2 separate regions of the Mus musculus genome follow, and region 1 is linked to region 2. A link is a contact called in public Micro-C data. All regions are on one chromosome and are shown on one strand. The core of a region is the stretch at or near the end of the contact, and the rest is flanking DNA. Distances in the headings are between cores, read along the strand shown.

What was found. Hi-C and Micro-C count contacts between places; a contact is called where the count stands out from the background.
Region 1: a Micro-C map of palatal mesenchyme shows a contact between it and region 2, with 2.2 times the contacts expected there. The contact joins two enhancer-like sites. A contact is called at or near these places in 7 of 39 promoter capture datasets (the C10 cell line, cranial neural crest, embryonic stem cells and 3 more), 20 of 484 Hi-C or Micro-C datasets (B cells, the G1E-ER4 cell line, the HL-1 cell line and 14 more), 15 of 115 datasets of contacts at active chromatin or transcription factors (the NIH/3T3 cell line, SST interneurons, cardiomyocytes and 11 more) and 1 of 9 other capture datasets (liver).

Annotation. Positions count from the first base shown.
Region 1 is chr12:112,603,361-112,606,875 of GRCm38.p6, reverse strand. Inf2 (inverted formin, FH2 and WH2 domain containing) reads right to left here. Exons shown (of 23, transcript NM_198411.2): 7 at 3,023-3,164; 8 at 2,014-2,862; 9 at 1,358-1,503; 10 at 1,021-1,082; 11 at 530-632. Among named protein-coding and RNA genes, the nearest start is that of Gm30048, 8.1 kb to the right of the region's middle. Within about 2 kb of position 1,400, at least 63 of the 459 cell types and tissues checked have an H3K27ac peak or open chromatin away from gene starts, as enhancers often do. A contact at or near this core is called in palatal mesenchyme, where this site is marked.
Region 2 is chr12:112,124,744-112,128,553 of GRCm38.p6, reverse strand. Aspg (asparaginase) reads right to left here. Exons shown (of 15, transcript NM_001081169.1): 13 at 3,658-3,744; 14 at 2,143-2,242; 15 at 981-1,892. The coding sequence ends at 1,809. Among named protein-coding and RNA genes, the nearest start is that of Mir203, 4.2 kb to the left of the region's middle. Within about 2 kb of position 2,478, at least 58 of the 459 cell types and tissues checked have an H3K27ac peak or open chromatin away from gene starts, as enhancers often do. A contact at or near this core is called in palatal mesenchyme, where this site is marked.

The DNA of each region.
Region 1 (3,515 bases), core at 151-2,650, 480 kb before region 2:
TCCACCAGGGTGAGGTGGGTCAGGTCTGGGGCTCCAGCCTTGGGTCTCCACCAGGGTGAGGTGGGTCAGGTCTGGGGCTCCAGCCTTGGGTTTCCCCTGGGGTGAGGTGGGTCAGGTCTGGGGCTCCAGCCTTGGGTCTCCCCCGGGGTGAGGTGGGTCAGGTCTGGGGCTCCAGCCTTGGGCCTCCCCTGGGGTGAGGTGGGTCAGGTCTGGGGCTCCAGCCTTGGGTTTCCCCTGGGGTGAGGTGGGTCAGGTCTGGGGCTCCAGCCTTGGGTCTCCCCGGGGTGAGGTGGGTCAGGTCTGGGGCTCCAGCCTTGGGCCTCCCCTGGGGTGAGGTGGGTCAGGTCTGGGGCTCCAGCCTTGGGCCTCCCCCGGGGTGAGGTGGGTCAGGTCTGGGGCTCCAGCCTTGGGCCTCCCCCGGGGTGAGGTGGGTCAGGTCTGGGGCTCCAGCCTTGGGCCTCCCCTGGGGTGAGGTGGGTCAGGCCTTTGCTATCCCTGCTTCCTGGGGTTGATCAGGGCCCCGGCTCACCTCATGCTTCTCTGGAAGAAGCTTTAGAAGCTGTTTGAGGACCTCCACATCAAACTTGCTGGTGTCTCCAGCCTGGATCATGCTGGTGACTTCTTCATTGGAACTGGAGGGGGGGGGCAGGGGTGAAGAAGCAGGAAATTTCCCTGTCTCCTGCCATGCTTAGAGATGGGGGTGGCTGGTGGGCACCCGAGGCGCTACTGGAGGGACTCTTAGGTAAGGGTTTGGAAACTGGGAGGCAGGGCTGTCTTCCCTTGACTTGGCCACAGCTTGTCTATGGTCTATCAGTGATTTTCTGGGCATCGCTTGTACTCTGGCATGTAGGAATCTTAGATAAGACTATGGTAGCTACCCACAGCCTCCTGCCCTGGGGATGGAGCATGCATGGACCTGGCCGGCCTGCAGAGGGCACTGCTGGGCAGGGCTGGGATGCCGGGCAGAGCTGGCTGCTCGGCTGGGGCTGAGTTTGGCAGCAACACTACTCCCTCACTCACCATTTAAATTGCTTCAGGAAGATGTTGAGGTTCAGGCTCTTCTTGGAGTCCAGAAAAGTGACCTAGAAACCCCCATTTAGCTGGTATCTGGAGGGTGGGCAGAGGATGTCTCACACACACACACACAGACACACACATACATACACACAGACACACACAGAGACACACACACACAGACACACACATACATACATACACACAGACAGACACACACATATACACACAGACACACACAGACACACATACACACACACAGAGACATACACAGACACACACACATACTCTCACACACACACACAGGGAGGAGAGAGAGGTCAGGCCCTGTCATTAGTCTTACTTCTTTGGGCTCCTTCCTGGCGGGGGCAGCAGAGGGCTCCTTGGGCTTAGCCGTGGGGAAGGAGAACAGCTGCTCAATGCTGGAGAAGTCGGGCTCCACTGCGGCTGTGCAGGGGCTGCCCAGTGTGGCCCACATGGAGTTGCGCTCTGCGGGGCAGGCAAGGCTCTGCTGAAACCCATGCTTACTGCGGGCCTGGGGCTCCAGCTGGGCCAAGCGAGGCCTCTGAGGACTGAACAGGACGTGCATGGAGCCCAGCCGGGGTTGAATGCATCATCCACCCTCCACGCTATGTACACATGTGTGGGCACACACGTCCATGCTGGCAGGTGACCAGGTCTCTCCCTGCCTTGCCTTCTGTCGGTTTCAGCACCTAACACCTAGGCCACTGTGCAGAGAACCTTAGAGAGGGCAGGGCAGGGCCTATAGCAGCAGACACCTATGACCCACAGGGCTGTGTACTGGATGAGACTATATCCTCTGAGGTGGCCTTTAGTCCCATGTAAGACAGGTAGGAACGAAGCCTTGACAGGGCCTGGCTGCCTTGGCTAAGCAAAGGTAGGCGCAGGAACGGTGGACACTCGTAGGGAGAATGACCAGTATGTACCAGTATGTACCTACCCTCTTCAGAGGCTGGGCTGGAACAGGGAGGGGCTCACCTCGTGCCACATTGGATGGCAGCTTCTGCCAGTTCAGCTTCTTCATTCTCAGTGTGGGTGGATTCACTCTGCGGTGACTGGGGACCCAGGCTGAGCCCAGGCTGTGGTCGACCTGGGCCACAATGATCTCCTCCACACCACCCATCATGGAGGGGACAGAGAAACCAGGCAGGGGAGGAGGTGGAGGTATCTGGCCTGCTCTGGGTAGTGGGGGAGGGGGAGGAACTGGGCACATGCCAGGGAGTGGGGGTGGGGGCGGGGGCTGGGTCTTGTGGGAATCAGGCAGAGATGGAAGTGGCGGAGGGGGTGGGGGAGACACAGCCCCTGTACCTGGTAGGGGAGGTGGGGGTGGGGGTGGAGGGGGAGATATGGTCCCTGAGCCTGGCAGAGGGGGTGGCAAGGGGGGAGGGGGAGGAGGAGGGGGAGGGGGAGATGTGGTCCCTGAGCCTGGCAAAGGGGGAGGCAAAGGGGGAGGGGGAGGGGGAAGGGGAGATGTGGCCCCTGGGCCTGGCAGGGGGGGTGGGGTTGGAGGGAGCACAGGGGTGGAGCTGGAGAGTGGTGGGGTAGGTAGAGGTAAGGCTGTTATGCACTGCTCAAGGGCTACTGGCTGTGGCGCTATGTCAACACTGGAGCTCTGGATGCTGCCCACGTGTTGGCAGGGAGAAGCCACTACTGGCTGCTGGCCTTCCACTTTAGTTGTGGGAGTAGTAGTGTTTTGGGAGGAACTGCCCTGATTCTGGACTGAGTTGGTCTGGACACTCTTGTGGGCCTTGTCCAGGGGGCTTGGTCGGGGCCGCCCTTTGATGGACAGCAGTCGTTCAACCACCTCCTCCAGGGTGCAAGCCTGGGCTGCAGGAAGGAAGTGTGCAGAGTCAAGGGAGAGGGCCAGAGATGGAAACAAGGCAAAGGGTGGCCACCTCCCACATGGCCTCCCCACATAGCCAAAGACCTCGGGGTCTTCACGACGGGTTGTGCCCTGTGGCACGCCTCAGTCCTCCCAGCTTCTCACCATCACTGGCCAGGAGCACAGCCCGGTTCACCAGGTTTTCCAGGGCCTCCCAGAGCAGTTGGCCTGAGCGGCCAGCAGGCTCCAGGTGCATGAGACCCTGCAATACTGACAGCAGCTGGGCCGACGCTGGAGAACAGCTCACCTGAATTGACCAAAAGGGACAAATGGCTATCCTCTCATGTGCCAGGGGCATCCTGTCCTACAGCCCTGTCACTTCACTAAAGCCCTGGTGATGAATGACTCGGTGGCAGGATTACTGGTGGCACCGAGACATGCTATGAGACATTAAATGGCACCCCTGGTCTCTACCTATTACTGTCACCCTGAGATGACAGCTGCTGCATTCAATAACTGAGACTGAGGGGCCAGGAAGATTCAGTCTACTGAACCCTCCTTACCAGGCCACAGAGCTCTCTGAAGTCCCCAATAATGACCACCTAGCTGTGATGCAGGAAGGCATGGCCAACTCGGATAGCTTTGATCTTTGGAAGCT
Region 2 (3,810 bases), core at 1,229-3,728:
GTGAAGTCAGGTCTTGTAGATGGATGCTCATGCCCCGTGGTACCTCTCCACCTACTCATGGAGGATTCACTGAGGTGTGGGGCAAAGGCTTCTGGGCCCCTGCTGTGCTGAGGTGGTGTCACCAGGTTGTGCAAGGTGTAAGCACACCTGTCTGGGTGAGGAGCTGGGTGGCTGCCAGGGCAGCGTCTGCTGGGTCCTGGGAACCAGGCTGAGGAGCCTAAGGTGTGGGTAGGGGAGCCTCAGCCTGGCTCACCCAAACGGCAAGGCCTAGCTCTTGGGGTCACATTTGCCCACCATCTTTAGGGTGTAAATTCTCATGGGGCCTGGGTGCTTTCAAGCCCTGTCTAGGGGCTCAAAGGACAGATGAGCACCTTCATGTAGGTACAAGGGAGAGGGCAGTTCCTTGCTCCTAGCAAGAAAGGGCAGAAGCTGTATGTGGCAGAATAGATGGCAGCGTCTCACACCTGAGGACCTGAAACCTGGAGAGGGTCATGTTCTTGTTAGATGTTTGAACTGAGGACTGAGCAGGTACCTGCTTCCTAAAGTCCCATTATGCCTGCGTCTGGATGCTCACTGGCTCACCCTGGCAGGATCCTTCCCTTCCCCACAAGCAGCCCAGGCCACAGAGGGTAGCAGGCTGAGAGCTGGAAGATGCACTCCCGCCGCCATGCCTGGGGACTATCTGCCAGAACTCCAGGGTTTCCGGACACTCCTCTCTAGCCTGTGGCTGCCTCAAAAAGGAGACTGAGGCCCAGAAGAGAAGAATTAGGATTGTAGACCCCCCCCCCAAGCGGCCAGGGGATGGGGGTGGGGCAGGGCAGCTCGCTCAGGCCCTCCCCATGTCACCCTATCCTGCCATGCCAGGCCGGCCTCAGGATGATTGCTTAAGTGGACTGCTGTCTGCTGTGGAGATGGCTCTCTGTCCCACAGCCTGAGGCCTACTCCCCACATACTGACACAGTCACAGCCCACAGACCCATCCAGGCCAAAGAGCAGCTGTCCCGACAACTTTATTGACATTCTTCTCAACAAAGACCTTCAGATTGTCGTGCGGAAAGGCTGGGAAGCAGCTGAGCAGAAGACAGCTCAACTTAGGGAGGATAAGTCCGCTCTGAGTCAGCTCCTGGAACACGTGGCTGGAGGAGATAGCAAGGCCAGGACAGAGCTGGTTTCTGAAACTCTTCAAGGTCTCACCAAATACAATGACGCTAACATAGTAGCCAATCGCTAACATAGTAGCCAATTGCTAACATAGTAGCCAATCGGCTGGAAGTGCCTGCCTGAGGTCCTAACATAGTAGCCGGTCAATCGGCTGGCACGTGCCTGAGGTCCCTTAGCAGTAAGGAACCGTTTCTGCTGCAGCAGGATGGCAGGTTTGGGGCCAAGGAGCACTTCCTAGAAACAAGGCTTGCTGAGGACTTGCAGAGGTGGGGCTCCCCCTTCAGGGGGCGCTGTGTATGGAGTCCAGGCAGTCTCTGGAGATTGGGGCTTGCCCACCCTGTCTCAAAACCCCAGAGCAGTGGGGATGGAGGTCAGCTGGGAGCAGGCCTAGACCTTTCCAGTTACTCAGCTCAAGACTGGATAGGGTGAAGATCTGAGATGGGCTTCTGCCACGTGAAGCCTCAGCAGCCTCTGTCTCCTCCAGAACACTGTTTTCTCTAGGGGTCCCCAAGAAAGGCTCCGGATGACACGTCTCCCATATCCTCTTCCTCCAGCTGCCTCTAAAATTGGCTCTGGGATATCAGGTGCCAGGATCCAGTTGCAAACCAGTGAGAGTTCACTGAGGAGCTAGCAGCCCATCCCAGGACCTAGTGGGGCTGGGGCTGGGCACAGACACTGTCCTTAAAGCTCTGTAGCAGGGCCACCACATCTGCATTTCCAGCTGCTTCAGCCTGCAGGAAAGAGAGATCTGTGGGGACTGCCTGGGCTACAGCACCCAGAAACCCCAAAGCCCTACTGACCCCTATGGACACCCCGCCCTCACCCTGGGGACTGGTTGGATACAGCCTCGTGGAGTGGGATAATCCTAAGGAAAGTTATTTCCCTAGGAGGAGTGGGCAGCTCCTGGTCCAGGATTTGGGAGGGCAGTGGAAGACCTCCAGGAGACCCGGAGAAGAAGGCACACAGGAGGTAGGCACTCACTACTTGCAGGGCACAGTGTCCATCATAGTCTGGCTGTCCCAGGTCAGCCCCAGCCTGCCACCATGCCCGCAGGCCTTCGCTGTCTCCCCTTGATGCCAGCCTGGGAGTTGGGGGAGGGGGCGATGGAGAGAAGCTGTCAGAACCTGCTGGGTCCCTCACCTGCCTACCTTATGAATGTGCCTCTCCCTGTGCCCTAGGTACTCTTACAAAGACAGCCCTAAACAGCTGATCCAGCAGCACCCAGCCCTGGGGCAGGAGGCTAAGCTGCGGGCGGGCGGCCTGGAGTCTGGTTTCACCTATGGGGTGTGACTATGACTCAGGTCAAGGGCACGAGTGCTCATGAGCGCGCACGCGCGCACACACACACACACACATACACACACGTGCACCTGTGAGTATGCACATACCCACCCCCTGCCAGTTTCATATTTCACAACACAGACTCTGTGACGTGTCTGGCCTGTCAGAAGGCAGAAGGAAGTAACGACAGCCAGTGGCTACCGAAGGGAACTGGGTAGCTGAAGGGTCCGAGTCAACCCTGGACCCTGGCAGGCTACAGGCGCATTCTGGCTGGGGAAGAAGTATGGGGGTCACTTTCCCTGTAGAGGAAGTTTGGAGCGGACAACCTCAAACAATGTCTTCATTCTGCTAAAGTCTGTATTTCTACTCTTAAGAGCCAGGCCCCACCCTGGGTAAACTGAGGCTAGAAGAGCCCCAAGTGGCCTGAGACTCCTTCCTGCTCAGGAAGACATAGTCCCTGGTGTGGCGCTGTATAATTTCTGGGGTGGATCATGCTGGAAGCACCTGCAGCCAGTTCACCGACACTGGTTCCCTATACCTCAGTCCAGCTAGCAGCTCACGTTAGCCCAGCCTCTGTAAAGCAGAGTCCCTGGGGATGGCTGACGCTAGGCTCAGCTTCCTGGGACCTGCGTGCTGCCTCACTTTCATCAGAGCCAATAGGTCTGCCCCCGGAGAGGGTGGCAGTCCTGAACCAAGCTACCCCAGGAGGCCCTTCAAAGCCAGCCTCCATTCTCTTGTTCCCTCCCACCCTCCCCCCATCGCCTCTGCAAGCCACCCTTATCCCTCCATCTTGGGAGGAAGTCAGCAAACAGCACTTTTCCCCTGGGAGACTGCAGACCAGTGTGGGGGCTGAGGTTGAGGCCTATAGACTAAGGACGTCCCAACAGGTCAGTCTGAAGTCTCATAAGTCTCCAGGACCCAGGATGAACACCTTATGACAGCACCCAACTCCAGCTGTCGCAGCCCAGATCTGCTTTTCTCTCTCCCTGTTTTTACTCCCCCTACCCCCCATGCCTACCAAGCCCACAGCACATGCCCACCCACCCCTGCTGATTGTTCTGTTGGGCACCCCTATAACAGGTGTGAGGGAGATGCGTCGGTCAGCCAGGCCACTGTATGCCACCTGGGTGTGGGCTGGCTCCCCCTCCTCAGCCCCACCCAGTGGCCCTGACCCCTCCCGGCACCTCCCTTACACACAGCCGCTCAGACCATCACCTGCACAGCTCTGTCCCAACGTCCTCCAGCTCCTGGGGAGACAGGCGGGCCCCAGCAGCTCTCAGCAGCCCAATGACACTCTGATGCCTGTCATGGAAGAGTGCTGATTGTCAGTGTGGCCTGGACCCTGCCAGCCTCACTCAGTTCTCAGAG